Linked DNA regions of Lactuca sativa: region 2 is linked to region 1. Evidence: chromatin contacts called from public Hi-C data. All regions are on one chromosome and are shown on one strand. The core of a region is the stretch at or near the end of the contact, and the rest is flanking DNA. Distances in the headings are between cores, read along the strand shown.

Region 1 (3,196 bases), core at 274-2,773:
TATAGAACTACTATATTTTATTATTATTAGAATTTTGTTGTTTATTATTTTTTCTTTTGAATGGTTTCGCCCAAATCTTGTTTCGTCTTCTTGTATATCTCTCCTTTGTGTAGTGCCCTTTAGCAACCAAATGTTCTATCTTCAGAACGACATCCTTAACATATTCAGCAATCTGAACACCTTCTAGACTACTATCTATTTGCTAACTCCTAAAGCTTTAGCTTTGGTTAGCCATTAGATCCTTAACCTCAAGGTTTTTCATATGTGTTTGTCATCAACAAGCTTATACAATGTAGGGTTGTAACCTAGCAATTTCCCTCTATATACTAAAGAATCTAGTAAGTGGTAACACCATGACCGAAACTCAACTTGTTTTCGAAGTAACGATGCAGATTCCCCATTTCAATAGTTTATATAATTAGGTGCCAAAGCTAAGCTAGAACACTATTTCTAACCTTAATTACCAGTGTAAAAGTAAACATTATCTTCAGCTGAAATAAACCAGGCATTGTTTTAAACTAGAACCATACAAATAGGCAAAGAATGAAGGAATTAAGAAACTAAAGTGATAAGCAAGAGAATTTGTAATCCAAGACGAATATGTTAATAAGCAAGACCATCACATAACATACAGATTACTCAACTTCGGATTAAATATACTGTTACACTTGAAGAAAAGTATAAGTAAAGAACCTGGAACAGGCATCCATTAGAGGTTAGCCACCTGCGGAGGAGGAATCACGTAATCAACAACCAGAACGCTCTCTATTGAATCCCTGACTTTCTCTTTCTGCGACTTCACAAGCTCAGCATTTGAATCCAACGCCTCCAAATCAGCAGCCCCAGGCAAAACAGCGATTGAAGCGATTGTATATCCTTTCGCCCTGTCATGAGAGAAATTCTCACCCAAACTTAGCTGTTCGATCGATTGAAACTGGTCTTTAATTCCTCCAATCACTTCCAAAACCCTAGCTTTCTCATTTTCCCCTAAATTCTCCTTTAACTTCAAAAATGAAACTCTCATCGCCGACCCTGGCTTCGGCGAGACACTTGCGTCATTAGATATCCAATCAACGGCCATGATGTCGTCAATGATCGGTTTTATATTCTCCGTGACCACGCGAACGTGCTCAGGATGAGCGGCGTACTCCCGGAGATCCTCCTTTGACCTGTAACGGCTGTGAAGCATGTGAGTGAAGGTAAGCGAAGAAGACCGAGACCGGAGGAGTTGTCCGGCGGAGAGGTGGACGGTGAGGTCGAGTGATGTTAAGCCGTTGAGTCCACTGAGCATAGCCGCGACTTTGCTAGAATCGACATCGGGTTTCACTTTGAAGAGGACCACGTGTTCGACGATCTGGTGTTGTGCCGACATTTTGATCGGTGTTTGGTAGTTGCGGCGGAGGACGAGAGAGTTGAGCCGGCGGAAGAGGGGTTGTGGAGTTGTAAGTGCGAATGATGGCAGGAATCGGGTGCGTGCTGGAGCACACAGCATTGTTGAGGACATAACAGAATTTGGGAAGGATATCACTTGTGATAATAATGATGGTTTTGATAATGACACTGTCGATGGGCCATCGCATGGCCCAATAAAGTTGTTCTGTTTTTGAAACTTGAAAGCTGAAACCCAATAAAAATATGATACATAAAAGGGCTCCGAAAAAGATCCATGTTTTGGATACGAAACATTTAGATCATATACATAATTTTTTTTTTTTATTGTTATATTTTATTTAAGTTAGCATTGGTCACTGAATTTGTTTAATTTTTATCATCTTAATTATTCTAATCGTATCAGTAATAGCCGGTGTATAATATTATCAAGGTTATAATTAATCATTGAACTTTTCTTGTTAATTTACTTTAGTTATTATACTTTGTGTTAAGCTACCATTGGTTACCGAACGTTTTTATTTTTTTTTCATTTTAGTCGCTCTATTTTTTATTATCATTTATAAAAAATTTTAAAAAAACTATAATTTTTTTTTATTTCTCCACAACTAAACTTTTTATATCAATTATTTTAGAGTAAATGATATGAATAATCATTGTGATTTAGGGTAGCATGCATGTTTAATGTTTTTAATTGCTTCAAACAAAACATAGTCTTGTGATTCAAACTATTGGAAGAAGTAGAGTTATTAGTGTTTTCAATTAATTCATATGTACCAAAATATTTTCTGCTTTGGGTCACTTGATAGAGAGACTTTCTATGATGTCACCTAACGTAAAACTAGTTATCGATGATGATTTGGTGTGTTTCTACCAGTGACAAGAGCCATGGAATGGATAATGGTAAAATAGTCTTTTCTTTTTCTCTTTAAAGTCATTAAGAGTGTTCGAGTTAAAAAAGTTAAAGACTAAATGTGCACTCTACCTTAAATCATAAAGATTATTCATATAATTTACTATAAATAATTGATAGTAGTGGAGAAAAGAAAAAATAGTAGTTTTTTATATAAATGATAATAAACATTGTTTGATATTATAGACCTGCGATCCCCGATTATAGTGATCAAAATGAACAAAATAAAACGTTCAATCACCAACGATAGCTTAAACAAAATATAATGACCAAACTAAAACATTCATAAAAGTTTAATAACTAAAATGATCTAAACCTGCATTTTTAAAAGATCAGTTTATTGGTTCCATATATCTTATTTCACTAAACATCTCCAAATAAGAGGTTATTTTATTGAATGGGAGGTTATTTTATTGTTTCTTACACTTTGATAAGCCTATTAAAAGTAACCCTTTGAAAATAGTTATATTCGGTATGTATTTTTTCAACTATTTGTTTTTTTCCACAATCACTTATTCTTCGGTTTTATAGGAGTAAATTATAGAAATGGTTGTGCTTTGATCCAACTTTGTTCGTTACAAGACTCGATCTTGTAAATATGTCACCTAGACAAGAGTTGTTATGTTTTTTTTTCTAATTTATTTTATCAATAGAATATTTGCATGTGGCTATGGTCTGGAGCTCAAAGTAAAGTTGTGTTTCAACGTGTTCATGCATTTTCTAGCATTTGACTGCGTACCATTGAAGGCTTTAGCCGCACACTTGAACGATAACCCAGAAGTCAAGGGAATATCCAACAGTAGTGATTAATATTAACATAATAGAAGTAAGTGGTTTGATCAAGTATCGAATTCTAAAGAAAAATCATTATTGATAATCCAAGACCATACATAT
Region 2 (3,196 bases), core at 415-2,914, 360 kb after region 1:
ATTTATTTAAATTTTAGTTTATTTTAGTAGCATGGAGATGTTAAACAAACAAGCAATCTTCTTCTTTCATACTGCAGACGTTTGGTCCATTTCTTCTATTGCAGATGTCTACACATATGATCTGCAGACTGCAGACATTTTATCCCAGAAAAAATAAACATCTTTACACATAACAAAATTCATTAGTCATTCCTTACTATGTCCCATAAGCTAGTCTTCTAGTTAAAAAAAATTAAAATGTTATTTAACTTATGGTATTTATTAATAATTTAAGAGTATATTACATGAATGGTCCTTGAGGTTTATGATAGTTCTCATTCGGTTCCTATTTATTTTAATTCTAAAAGTCCCTTAAACTTCAATTTGTTGCGTATTCGATCCCTATAAGACATAAAAAGATCGTTTTACCATAACCCAGATTTCAAAAATCGGTCAAACTAATCCATAACAAAAAAAAAACAATCTTAGATACGTAAATGAGTCATCTATGGTGGGAAAAAGAAACAATATTGTACCTTAGATATGAAAATTGACGTTCTTTCCTAGAGTTCGTACCAATAGACCTATTAACCGATCATTAAAAACTTTATGGCAAAGGAAACCGATCAAATGACTTATTCAAACTATTGTGGTTGTGATGGACGGTTGTGTGTGAGATGAGAGCTTTTTGACAAAGGGAACCAAGTCAAATGACTTCTTTTTTGGAAACCGTGGTTGCGATGTGGTGCATAATTTCACTTCCAGTTAGTGTCACCTCCACCCAACAAGCCAATGCACAACTCTGTAATGGTTTTCTTTGCAAATTGATCTTCTTTTTTGCATTGCTCCATGTTGTCTGTTGAGTTCTTTCTTAAATAAGTGTGAAAGAGTGAGGGGGAGAGAGAGATATTCCAACTCATATATAAATAAAACACATAATAAAAAAGAATTTAAAAGATCTAGTAGGGTATATCAATCATTTTACATATATCAGAGGCGAAAACCGTAACAAAAGAAAATTATAAAGGCTCTCCAAGTTAAATAAATATTATTGACCAAACACACAAAGTCACAAGCTATTCTAAATCACATGTAAAATTTGTATAATTTAAAAGCTGTTTGATAGAGTTTTTAAGAGATCTAAACAGACTTTTAGAAGGCTTTGAATTCTTAAGAGATGGAAAAAGCCAGTGATAGGGAAAATGTTGGTTGTCATGGGAAATAGAAAAAGCAAGGCAAAAAGGTTTGCTAAAAGTTAGTGTATTTCTAAAACATTTTATTTATTTTGATACAATTTATTTTCTTAAAACTAAAAGGCTACGAAAAAAATTAAAAGACCATCAAATGTTCTGAATCTAAAAAATTAAAAGTCTATCTTTTAATTAAAAAATTAAAAGGCATCTTAACGGAATGGTAGTGGTGTAAATCAAAATTTGGTTGATATTTGTTGTGACTTTATTTTGGTTATGTAGATTTGAAAATCATAAAAAGCGCTTAAACTTTACAAAATATTTTTGATTTTAGCTGAAAATAAGAATCGTCAACTTTCTTGGTCCATATAAATTCAGATTAAGATTTAAAAAAAAATAGTTTGTTTGTTTTTTTTTTTCGAACTTCCGTAACCAAGACAAAAAATTTAAAAGCTGGTTTGTTAACAGTTAACACCTACTTTTCGTTTTTTTTTCCTTATTAAATGAAACAAGCATAAGTCGGTTTAATACCGCGGCTCCCCGCCAATTCATTTTATCCTTTCTCAGTCAAGAACCCTAACTTTGTTACTCACAAATTTCCAGATCTCTCTCTACAATTTCTTCACGATAAATTTTGCTCTGAAATCAATCAAATGCCTGTAAATTTGTCATCGAACGGTATTCCGGCGATTCTCGCTGGCGACATGAATTCGAAGCCGTTGCTACAGATATTAGATATCAAACCCATCAATTCATCACAGGAGAGGTACCGTTTGATTCTCTCCGATTCCGTGTTGACTCAGCAAACGATGCTCGCTACGCAGCTTAATGATCGAGTCAAAAACGGCGCTGTTCGTGTAGGATCCGTTGTTCAACTCATCGAGTACATTTGCAGCACAGTTCAAAATCGCAAGTACGTTCGTTTTCTCTTCACACGCTGAATTCTGTTTGTTAATTACCATTTGTTTGCTACATGCTTATATATTATAACTGTTTGTGTTTGATTTTCTATAGAGATTAATGTAGATTTAGGGCTTAAAATTGAACAGGATGAACACTTCGGAATGAATTTATCATAGCTACAAGCCTTAGATCACTGATCATGTAACTAAGCTGTAAGGATTTCCTGGTCATGTATACTCTTAAATTGCTTGCCTTAATCTGTTTTTCTGTTGGTAGAACTTCTCTAGGTTTATACGAAATGAATTTTCTCTTCTCACATTACTAAATTGTTCTGTTTTTTGGGGCACATAGAATGATAGTAGCTGTTGAATCATGAATGTATGAATCCCTCAGTTACACGTGCACAAGCACTATTGTGACTTGTTTGTGAGATTAAAAAATACACCATCTCGAAGTACACATGTGTGCTTGTTGCTTTGTGTTATATTACATCATGAATTTTCACTGTGTATGTATACATGTAGTTGAATTCACACACACACACACATTGAGTTCTCAAAACTGCAACATCAAGCACTTGAAATCCCTGAAAGTTTGAAATATATGTGTCAATGTAGTTTGATAATCTATGCATTTCAATTAAATTTGCTAGTCAAAATTCAAAACTAAATGGTTTTGAAAGCTTGAAGTATAGATAATTTATTTCATTCTTTGCAGGATCATTGTTGTTCTAAACATGGAAACCATTATACCCGAATGTGAAATCATTGGAAACCCAAAGATGCTCACAGAGTCTGACACCATCTCTCACAATCCACCTCCTAATGGCATCTCCCACCACACACCACCACCCTCTAACCACCGCCCAAATCCCACCAACATTCAAACCTTCCGCCCAACTGTCCAACCACCATACCAACCACCACCAATCTACAAACCCCACGGAGCAATCACAAAAAACGAAGCACCACCACGCATCATCCCAATCACCGCCCTCAACCCCTACCAAGGCCGGTGGGCCATCAAAGCAAGAGTCACCGCCAAAGGAGACCTCCGGCGATACAACAACGCGAAAGGGGACGGAAAAGTCTTTTCCTTCGACCTCCTCGATTCCGATTCCGGTG

The links. A called contact is a pair of places that touch in the nucleus more often than the background predicts.
Region 2: a Hi-C map of leaf shows a contact between it and region 1, with 4 times the contacts expected there. The contact joins the promoter of LOC111892538 here to the promoter of LOC111892530 in region 1. A contact is called at or near these places in 3 of 4 Hi-C or Micro-C datasets (leaf and seed).

What each region holds. Positions count from the first base shown.
Region 1 is chr5:298,495,486-298,498,681 of Lsat_Salinas_v11, forward strand. LOC111892530 (stress-response A/B barrel domain-containing protein UP3) reads right to left here and starts at 1,524. Exons shown (of 1, transcript XM_023888581.3): 1 at 582-1,524. The coding sequence starts at 1,504. The coding sequence ends at 710.
Region 2 is chr5:298,855,785-298,858,980 of Lsat_Salinas_v11, forward strand. It overlaps LOC111892538 (replication protein A 70 kDa DNA-binding subunit A), which reads left to right and starts at 1,665. Exons shown (of 2, transcript XM_023888590.3): 1 at 1,665-2,082; 2 at 2,790-3,196. The coding sequence starts at 1,823.